2 separate regions of the Rattus norvegicus genome follow, and region 2 is linked to region 1. The links are chromatin contacts, called in public Hi-C maps. All regions are on one chromosome and are shown on one strand. The core of a region is the stretch at or near the end of the contact, and the rest is flanking DNA. Distances in the headings are between cores, read along the strand shown. Region 1 has its middle 7.5 kb from the start of Adamts6. Region 2 has its middle 220 kb from the start of Cwc27.

Region 1 (5,788 bases), core at 1,631-4,130:
ACTTAAAAATATAAATAATAAAATGGAGACATTTATATCATAAAATGCTTTTAGGTAGAACACACAGCAAGGACTTATCTTTTCTCTGTATAACTACTGTTCTAATTTAACTGAAGGTTTACTACTAAAGCCTAGTGTACAGGTACACACCTATAATACCAGCCATTGAGAGACTGAGGGAGGAAAGTTACAAGTTTGATGGCAGCACACAGTACTTAGACTGCTCTAGTCATTGGGAGACTTTGTCTCATAAAACAGAAATCAACGTTTACTGGAAGTGTAGATATCAGGGACAGAGCACCCGAGTTTGGTATTTTTGTCCATGTTTGTCATCCTAGCACTTCTGAGGCTATTGCAGGAGGATTGCCATGAGTTCAAGGGGAATCTGGGTTTGGTAACCTAAGGAAGACTGTCTCAGAACACACAGGTTTGTGTGTGGAGACATTAGCACAGTATGTTTGCCTTTAATTCAATTAAAAAGATGATGACTTTGTGAGGAGAAATTTGAGTATTGCTACTTGGTTACTCAAAGAATTTATCATTGCTTTAAGAGGAACAGTAGTGTACTGGTGTTTAAAATGTAGTCCTTATACTTTAGAACTATAGGAGTACTTAGTTAAGGCAATGACATGTCTGCACTTGGTTTTAAAATAATCACTGAAGTTGGATGAATAATGAGAACATAGGGAAAATAAGATAGGTTCTACTTCATTCGGTACTTGTTAAAACCATGTGATGGCTATGTTGGGGGTCATTGTAATAAGGTTAAAATGTCCAAGACATATATAAAGTTAAATGGACACTCCATTTCTTAAACTAATAACTCTCCACTGCTGCTTGCTCATTATAGTCTTAGTTCCAGCATTTGGAGGAGGCAAGGAAAATTAGAAAATTTTCATTACTCTGTTTAGACGCAGGATGGCACTCTTTGAATAAGTAATTAGCCAAAGTCTACTTCTCACTGAAAAACCTACTTTACAATGCAGCTACTTCCTAGGGCCAATGAACTTAACGGAGAGGAAAAGCTTTTCTCAATATTATCTAGGTGATTGGTAGTGATGCCTTGATTTTACTTTTCTGTGCTGGCGATATTTGTCTTAAACCAGTGTTTGTAACATTAAGGAAAGTTGAATCTCATATATTTAAAGGATGATTTTATGCAAAGACAGCTAGCTCTGTGCCACCTTTATTTTTTTGGTGTTTACTAGTATTACTATGAGGTCTAGCAATCTCTATTTTGCAGAGAGAGGAGAGAGGAGAGTGAGAGAGAGAGAGAGAGAGAGAGAGAGAGAGAGAGAGAGAGAGAGAGAGAGAGAGAGAAACTCAATGAATCATCTTTATTTAGAACTGTCAGTACCATCCACAGGACACATTTCCACTTTTACTATGCACTGAGCCAGATAGCGAAGATTAAGGTCAAAATGAGAGCTAGCCCCTGGGCAAATGTACGGCCTTCCAACCCTTGAAAAATCATTGAAGTAAATGTATTCTTCTAGGTTCTCACCTATGCCTGCTTAAGCCATTCAAGGTTTTCCAGAACAATCACACCTACCACTTCTGGCATAGGAAGGAAAAAAAAATCAAAGAACAACAACGTTAACAGAAGCTAGAAATTTAAGAACTGGTATTTAGAACGTGCCTTTCTCCTTATTTACATCCCTCAGGTCCAATTTCATTTTCTGGTTCTGACCATAGGAAATTGGCTGGGTGTTAATTAAAGACTGGAATTTCAAGGCTCAATTTTCCCCTCCCCCAACCTTGGCAACCCTTAACCAACTCCCAACCCTACACTCCACGGTACAGACGGATAAATGATGCAGCAGATTACACAGCTGAAAGGCAATATTTGTCCTGAGCTATTTTCGATTTTCTTCCTGTTTCCGATCCTTGCGCCAGACATTGTTTGCTTGCTTAGGACTTGGAAAGCGGTGGGAATATTTTTTTTTCTACAGTTAAATGCCAGGGGATTTCTCCTGGTAAATGAAAGTGAAAGTGCCCGGTCGTGGTCGTATTTTATCTTTAAGGGTTGAACTGGCAGCTGATGTGGAGGGGGAGGTGGGATTGGAAAGCTAGAAGAACCGGTTCTGACATTTTGTTTGTTTATCTTGAGATCTCAGCAGGACTCCCGTGTCGTCGCGGTCCCCCCACCCCAACCTTTTTTGGGGGCTGATTTAGGCTTTATTTTCTTTTGAGCACTCATTGAAGTTTCTCATTCAGTGTACTACAAACAAACAAGCAAGGAAAAAAAAAAAGCCCTCACTTTGTGGCTTTCCCTGTTGCAGTTTAAAACACCATCTAGCTCTCATCTGGAAATAATGCACCACTCCCCACCCCCTTTTCCTTTTATAGTTTCACATAACCTGAAGTCGATAATCACATGGAAAATGTGCAGGTCTCAGTTTCGTTTAGTTTTTACTCTTGTGGTGGTATTTTCACTTGTTGAAGTATGCATTCAACACACAGTCGTTTTGTACACGTTTTAAGTCTTGAAATTTCGCTCTACTGATCTGACTCCTTACATGACAAATTTTATGAATAACTTTTAAATATTTATTGTAGAGATTAAAATAAAACAAACAAAAGTCAGAGAATGATACCAAAAATTCTAACAGTGACATTAGTCTATCCCCGTCTGCACCCCCCCCCCCAACACCCGCCGTGCCTTTCCTTTTTCCAAGAAACTGTAATAACAAACCAGACAAGACTCCGCAAGAGGTTAGAGGAGGAGGAAATAGGCGGGGTGGGTTAGGGGAGAGAGGTTAGAGGGCCAGAGTTTCTCTCATTCACAGGGTGGAAAAGTTGACATTGTCTAAGCCCTTCTGAATGGCTGGTAGTTGGATACCCCGATTGTACCTCTACCTCCCCTCCCCCTCCACGTGACGACCCAGGACACATGCGCACCCGACGCAGCCCAGGCACATCTGCAGACTGACGTCAGTTTGTTCTGCCTCTGAGGAAAGCTGCCAAAATTTTCTTCTGCTGCAATTGAAGTTGGCTTGGGGCCGGCAGTGAGCTCGAGGGCTACTTCAACAAAACTTTTCCTGCCCTTCCTGCTCCTCTTGTCTTCTCTCTCCTGATACCTTTTGATGCTCTGCACATGTTATTTGCATAGCAAAGGCACTAAGCTGTCCAGGAAGAGAGGGCACCACTTCCACCCCCAATAAGCCTTTCCCCTCTTTTTTCTTTTTTTTCCTTTCCTTTTTTTGGGGGGGTGGGTGGGCGGGGGAGGGAGGGAGTTGGGGGTTGCAAAGCACGTCTCAGGTTGATAGCCTTGGATGAATTGAAAGGATTTTTTTCTTTTCTTTTTCCTTCTTTCTTTTTTTCTTTCTTTCTTTTTTTTTTTTTTTAACTGCCAAATCAGAAAGTCCTTTCTCTAAAGCTCCAGTTAGCGAGACTATAGGGTTTTATTCTGGCTGCAGAATAACTGGCTGGTGTGGCTTTGCAAGGGGGCGGGGGGCAAAAAGAAAAGAGAAAAGGGAGTACGTGAGCCGTCCAGTGAAATCTCTATTGTTTGAAACTTACTTTTTATCAGAATTTGAAGATGAAAACGGTAAGGAAGACTTCACAATATTCAATGAAACCTTAAAAAAAAACCCCAACAACTTGTGCTTTGCTTATCTTCTGAATAACGCTTAGATCTCTCTCCCTTCCCTCTCTCTTCCCCTCCCTCCCCCTCTGTGTGTGTGTGTGTGTGTGTGTGTGTGTGTGTGTCTGTGGCTGTGCGCGCGCGCGCACGCGCGCGTGCGTGCTTTATGGCAAGAAGTGAGTTTGACTAAACTCACATTACAGATAGAAATCTTTTAAACTCTAGACTACTCGTGGACGTAGAATTCCGGGGCTTACAGGTATTTTATAATGTGAAAATACGCGCTTATTGTATGAATTTACATGTTGTGTGAAGTGGACTTGATTATGATCATCGTGGACTTTTAACTAGTCACCAGATAGTGGTGGAGAAGGTAATGATGATGTGTGTTTTTTAATCGATTTCCAGATTTATGCAATTGCCTTCTGAAAATCCGTTTCATGTCAGCGTCTTTAGTATTCAGACAAGTGCATATTTCATGCCTGTGCTCTCAGGGTAGCAGTATTGTGCTGGCTGTAGCACCGATGCTCTAGGATATGTTAAGCTCTTAATAGGCTAATCAAAGAGATGAAAGCGTGTGGTTTTGATTTACTTTTGCCCACTTGGGCCATGCTAGACTCATAACCCTCTGGAGCCTTGTTTATCAGAGTATGTCTGTATATATAGTATATAAGACTGAAATTCAGTGATTTGGGAGAGAGAACAAGAGTGAAGAAGTATTGGAAAATCTTTCTTAAAATATGTGCTATAATTTCTGTTTTTGATAAGTTGTCCACTTGTATTAGGGGCAAAGAGAGCAAGCCAGAGTAAGAAAGCACACTGAGAGGGAACAAGAGAGTAAGTTTCTTACTCTTGTTTTTATTTGAGCTGCTGGTGCAACGCGTTTGGGCCAAATGCCAACTGTCTGGGTCACACGCGTTTTATCCAAATAGATTTAGCGCTGCTGTCTGGAAATGGGCTGCTGAATGTTAACTTTAGGATCAACTCAACCAGGGCAGCTCAGACTGTTACCCTCTGTCTGGATGAAGTGGAATGGGAAGGGGGGTGGTGTGAGGGTGTGCAGAGAAGGGGGGAGAAAGGGAAACCAAACCATTGCTTGGAACTTTAAAAACTACACCGAATATAATTTTCAATTTACTCTCATGTTCAGAGTTTTTGAACTATATTTTCTCTTTTTTTCATTTCTTTTCTTAAGTTTATATTGATTAGACTGAAATGTTTAGTGGTGAATTTACAGTCTTAAAATTCATGATAGGAAAAGAAAAGCAATGTAAAACTGGTGCACTTGAAGGCAACTTAGAAAATTAATTTTGAAGATAATTATTTTCACCAAAGTGGTAGTTCAGTCTTGTTTATATTAATTTGGTGCTTAGTTGTGAGTATTAGTGATTGTTTTTTGAAGTGTGCTACATTAAAACAAATCATTCATTTATCATAAATGGCACCAGATTATTCTGTATAGATGTATTAATCTGTTTTGTGATTCCTCAGAGGAAATCTTCCAATCATTAAGACTGAAATATAGTAAATTATTTTTATGTTTGGTCTAAAAACCTGCAAAATTCATGCCTATTCTTGTCTGTCCTTACTACTTCCTTTTCACTTCCTTAGCAACCTAAGGTAGCTACTAGTGGTTTAGGTTGGGTCTGGTGCCAGATCTCGTTGTTTGTGATCTCAGCAGCAGATGAATTGAGTTGTCATGTTAAGGAAAGTCAATAGCATATTTGGATTTTGTGGGAAGGGAGAGAAAAAAGATGTAGATAATTCGTAATAGTTTTATAAAAACAAATCCAAAACCAAAGTTGGTTATCAGTGTTTTACACTAATACCAAGAAAGAAAAAAAATCATTTTTTAAGGAAAAAACTGTTTCAATACAAGTAGCTTGAATTAACCTTTAGCTTTGAGAGAATTGTGGAATTTAGAGATTTAATTTGAGAAAATTGGTTTTGTACTTTTGCTTTACTTAATAGTTAAGTTTTGAATAAATTATTGTGTTTATACTTTTCTTTGGTGACAAATCTTACAAAGTTTATAAATAATCAATATTCTCTATAATTAGAACGTAATTGTGACTTTAGAATGCAATAGTTAGCAAATATTTGTTGAGAGAAAAAAATTGAAAATGAAAAGTTTTCCATGTATGAAAATAGAGAACCTGAAATGTCCATGATGCTGTTGCTTTTCCATGGCAACCAAATCAG
Region 2 (5,194 bases), core at 775-3,274, 340 kb after region 1:
AAATAACTATCCCTAACCCCGTAGAAAGGAAGCCAGTGTTAAGTGTGGGACAACCTCTCACTTCAGCAGGGTCTGGGAAGTGTTTACCAGTTGGGTTTGAGGAGACCGGTGATGACTCCCCGGCCTTGTCCTTGTAGCGCAGTCTGGAGAGGCCAGTGAAGGGAGAGTAGAGGAAATGACAAAGCACCCTTTGGGGGATGACAGAAGCCTACAGATGAAAATAATCACACCTCGGGGATCTCGGAGGATCTGTAAACACTAACCTATTACTCACCAGTTGTAAGATCTCCCAGCATTAATCCACCTTGGCAGAGGGAAGGACATTACCAAATGACTGAATTGCCTGCTGGCTTCTCCTAGACTCCTGGCTGGAAAAGCAAACAAGTGAATATCCACTCTGGAAGATGGAACCCTTTCCCGTGGAGTTCATCTCAAGGAGGTCCTGCTGGCAAAGCGACTAGGATTTGAAATGTTATTTTTTATTTTTATTTTTGTTGTTGTTGTTGTTGTTGTTGATCCATTCCAACAATTTCTGGAGCATCTGAGTCCTGCCTTGGAAGCAGTTTTCTTAAGGTTTAACTGTATACATGTTGGATCTGTGGCCACCAAAGCCATTTTCTTGTTCTGTAGTAATGTTAAAGGACGATGGAAATGCCAAAACTTGTGTCTGTTGTGTTGGCCCAGAAGAGGGAGAACTTGGGTTTTAGAATTTGTCGATGTAGTACTTTATCCTTAGTATGGCAGGTGATTGGAGAAAACTTCACTAATAGAAAGGAAAACAGAACAAAATACCGTTTCCTCTGTTTATGGGCTAAGCTCTTAACTACCAACAGCAAGGAAAATACAAAGAGGACACTTCCCAGAAGCCAGAAGACTTCTTTGCCTGGTACAGACTTTTAAATGGCTGCCCCATCTTCAGATGGCTCTTGGTGTAATTCTTGAGAAACAGAAAACTCTTGTTGTTAATGAACAAACTGGGAGATGTTCACTGGGATATTCTAGGAGTTTCCATGTTATGTACTTAACTCGTGAGTAGTTCTCGCCCTTGTTAGCACGGAGGGCATTCGCTCTGGAGAGAAGACACTGAATGTGCAGCCTGCGCTGAGCATAAAGAGAGGGCTTCCCCAGGTGTGTTTCCAAGGAGACGGTGACGCAGCAGCCAGTGGCTTGTGGAGACCGAAGACTATTACCAGCCCGTAGAAGAGTACTTACTACTCATATTCCTCAGGGCTGGGAAGAATGTTTTTTGTTCCTCATTTTGTTGGGTGGTCATTGGTTGGCAAGCTTGGTAAGGAATTATCTTCCCAGAGCTCTTTAGAAAGTCAGGTGCCAGAGGCAGTGGTGGGGATCCTGTTCTGGATTTCCTGTCTAGTCTGAATTCTCAGGACATGTTATTCATCTATCTATGCATGTATGTGTCGATCAATCAACAACCAACACGGAGTCTCTTTAAGGGACATAGAGACAGACCAGGCCAAGCAGGGTCAATCTGCTTAACAATTGCTCCAGGGCCATGTTGTTGTAGGGACAAAGATCTGGCTCCAGAGGGAACTGGAATGTAACAGAGAAACAAGAAAATGGCAGGGCAGGCACTCTTACATTGCAGATGCAGGGAAGGATTTTCCCGAAGTTCATTCTTACAATTTCTGACGCGTGGGAAGTGCCTTGGGAATGGTGCCTTCCCCTCTCAGCTTTTACAAAGTCATTGTATGAGCTGGCAGTTTCCCTCTAGAAAAAAAAACCATTCAGTACTCAAAAGCCTTTCTATGAGATCAGTTATACTAAGGCAGCAGAATCAATTAAGCACCCGTATCAGTTCTGTGGTTCAGATCGAGGTGGTGAGCATTAATGTATTTACACAGACGATAAGAGGATCAATGGAAATGAATCTCTCAATTTCGATTTGGTTCAGGACAAAAGACCTTTGTGTTGTGAACATTCCCAAGGGTTTTTCCTTCACAGCCCTCTGTTGCCCTCCCAACCCTCCCACAGGGGCATGACACTATTTGCTGTGGTTGCTAGAAGAGACTTGAAAGAGTCTGGAGAATTAACCACCTCTCAGACCGACAGCGATGCTTGTGGACGTGATGTCCAGTGTACTTAAAAAGCGACAAAGTGAGCTAAGCGCACGTCCGACTGTCCACTGTGCTACTCTGACTGGCTTTTAAACAAAAGTCTCCCAATGTCTACTCCTACATCCTTGGGGAAAAAGAGGTCCGGGAAAATACGTTGATACCAGGGCAAATGAAACCAAACTATCAAGGAAAAAAAAAAAGGACAATCCAGAACATTTTCTTGTGGGCATCTAAGAGAACAAACACTCTAACCTTGGTGTAGCTTTTTGAAAAAGTTAACTTGCTATCCGCTAAATCTCCTTTCTATACTAGAAGGGTTACAGGAAGCAGATATGAAACACCTGAATCGCTCATTGTTCTAGAGAAACCAACTGGCGTTCTATTTGATAAATAAGTGACTTGTTCAGCCTTGGAATACTGGGAGAGACTTATCAAGATCATTGATTCCCCTCCCCCCACCACCACCCAGCCTGTAGTAGTGCTGGGAATTGAGAACAAGACAAAGGTCCTCCTATCATCCTGGGTTCTCAGGCTGATTGCATCAGACTTCAGGCAGCATCTGTGACAATCCTACCATCAAAGGATAGGGTAAATTGGCCTTGGAGCTCATTTCTCAAAGGAAGCTTTAGGGCGACATGACTCTTAGGTGAGCAAAGACATTAAACCAAGGTTTGCAGTTTGAGTCTCTCTCTCTGTCCAGGACTGATCTCTCAGGAAGTGAAAAACAAAACCAAGCCTCACAATTAGTTGGGGGAGCTTAATAAGCAACGACAACAAAATCAACAACACAACAGGCCCTGGACCCCTACCCAGACTTGTCCTTTCTGAGTGTGGAGAATTAGTGACAATAGGATCCCTGATCCCTTCATCTCCCCAGGGTGACTGCAATACATGAACACATTTCTACTCTTACATTCTGCCTTCTTCTAGGGTGTTTGTAGGGGGTGGTGTAACTTTAATTCTTTTCAAATCCTATTTTTTAAGGGTGTTTCTTAAACGCTTTAGTCTTCCTTGTAGCCCACCACCCACCAGAGGTAGTGTGAAAGAAAGGATACAGGGTGGAAGATGGGGTGCAGGGGAGTGAACCTGTTTAGAAAGGTTCTTTGGAGCAACTCCTGTCTGTGCTGTCTAGAGATCCCCACTTCAGTTCACAGGTTGGTGGCGGCAGCTTGATCCACCAGCAAACACTTCACGGATACACCAGCAGTGTGTCCACCAGTTCAGTAGTCAGGCTAGCCACAGCAGTGACGTGACCTAGCAGAGACAGCCGGGACTCAGCCTCAGCTCAAGTCAACAGGAGGGACCAACACGAACGCCAGGGGAAGTTCTTAGCCGTGCCTCTCTCAGGGAAGTGAAGATCAGAAAAGATGCTAGACCCACAAGTGCTGCACAGCTAGCTATCTGGACCAGCAAGCCTAGCTGTCTCCATCATGCCGTCAAGTCCTATATGTACCCTCCAAACATCACGGGTCCTCCACGTGCCTTGCCTCAGCTCGAGTCCTCAGAGTCCTGACCAATGGAGCTCAACTATACAGTGCATGGTAGACCAATACATGCGTGTTGTTAACCAAGAACCCTTCGTCACATGTTCTTTCATGTGTTTGCTTTAGCAGAACATTCTATGTCTGCTTCTGTGAAACATTCCTTCATGAGTGTGCTCAGTCTTTCACCTGTGTCCACTTTAGAAAAACTCTCCTTCTCGTGTTTGCCCTAGCAAAGCACCACCCAACACAACTGACTCTCCAAAGGACCCTTAAATATCCACTTCAGGGTTGAGTGGGTTTGGGTAGGGGAGAGATAGTGCAAAAAACGTGAACGGAGCTTAGTCTCTCTGAAAGGTGTTTCCTTCTGCTATTTTTGTTGTTTTATTTTTACTTTTATTTTTTGGTTCTGGGGCTTGAACCTGGGGCGTTGCATGGAGTTGTATTTCAAACTATGAAAACAATTTGGTTTGGTTTGCTTTTTTTTTTTTTTTTTCTCTGTTCAACAAGCAAGTATTTGGAGAAAAATCTCAGTGTGTTTCTAAAGGGCACCCGACTGGTTGTGTGGGCCGATGGGCCTGGAGCTGAAAATGCTAGAGACTGCACACGTGAAAAACCACGAATTCCGTAAATGCTCAGGATGTTCTTAAGTAACCAGAGCACCCTCCCTGTGTGCTAGCTTCCCCTCACTATGACAAATACCTGAGATGAATCCATGGCAGAGGGAAGGCTTACTTTGGCACAGGGTTTCAGCAGTTTTGGCCCGTGGTTACCTGGTTGCATTGTTGTGGAGCAAATCAGACCACTGTGGGAGCACGGAGGCTGCTGACCTCAAAGACTGTGGGAAAGGAAAAGAGAGATAGCATCTCCTTCAAGAGCATACTTCCCATGACACAGCTTCCTTCCACAAGGTTGATGTCCTAAACGTCTACCACCTTCCTTAGTGCTGGAGGCTAGGAACCGAGCTATAAACAGATGGGCCTTGGGGGGACATTTAAAGATTTCAACTGTAGCACCATCACGGGGCTAACGCTAATACACTGAAATCCATGTCTGTGTCTAAAGACAAGCTTGATTCTTATCAAGTAAGATTTGAACATTTAAGAAAGAATTTTGTGAAATGTCTAAGCCAAGGCTTGTGATTTCCAAACTTTTCGAAATCAGACCTTTGAATCACACCAGTAAATGCTTGTGCTCAGCCTTTAACGCCTGCTTATAGACAGGCTTTTCAAACACCAATCTGCTATCAAATAGGCCCTGTGCAGTTTATCATAATCTTACTGCACATAATTATGCTTTATATTTCTCCAATCACGCTGCACATTACATGAAAGCAAATCTCGTTAAAATGCACCCTCTTCACTGGCTTTGTCCACCTGATAGTGTGAACCCAGCACCAAACTGACGAACTGACGAACTGACGTGGGACCCAGCAGTTGAAGGATGTGTGTTCTCGGCACCTGCAAACCTGGCAGCGGCCTCTGAGCGGAGGCTTTCGGGAGGTGGAGGGGGGGTCCCCTGTTGGTTCACTCCTGTGGGGACACTGCCAGCAGCTGCTTTCCCAGGCCTTGCTGTCTCCAGCCTTGGGGTGATGTGCATTTTACTCCCTTGTCTAGCCCATCATGACTTCCTGTTCTC

The links. Hi-C and Micro-C count contacts between places; a contact is called where the count stands out from the background.
Region 2: a Hi-C map of Schwann cells shows a contact between it and region 1, with 4 times the contacts expected there. The contact joins two enhancer-like sites. A contact is called at or near these places in 3 of 12 Hi-C or Micro-C datasets (Schwann cells, kidney and mammary epithelial cells).

The regions. Positions count from the first base shown.
Region 1 is chr2:37,144,856-37,150,643 of GRCr8, forward strand. It overlaps a transcript of Cenpk not described here. Among named protein-coding and RNA genes, the nearest start is that of Adamts6, 7.5 kb to the right of the region's middle. Within about 2 kb of position 2,881, at least 84 of the 93 cell types and tissues checked have an H3K27ac peak or open chromatin away from gene starts, as enhancers often do. A contact at or near this core is called in Schwann cells, where this site is marked.
Region 2 is chr2:37,485,712-37,490,905 of GRCr8, forward strand. It overlaps the pseudogene Rps29-ps14. Among named protein-coding and RNA genes, the nearest start is that of Cwc27, 220 kb to the right of the region's middle. Within about 2 kb of position 2,025, at least 3 of the 93 cell types and tissues checked have an H3K27ac peak or open chromatin away from gene starts, as enhancers often do. A contact at or near this core is called in Schwann cells, where this site is marked.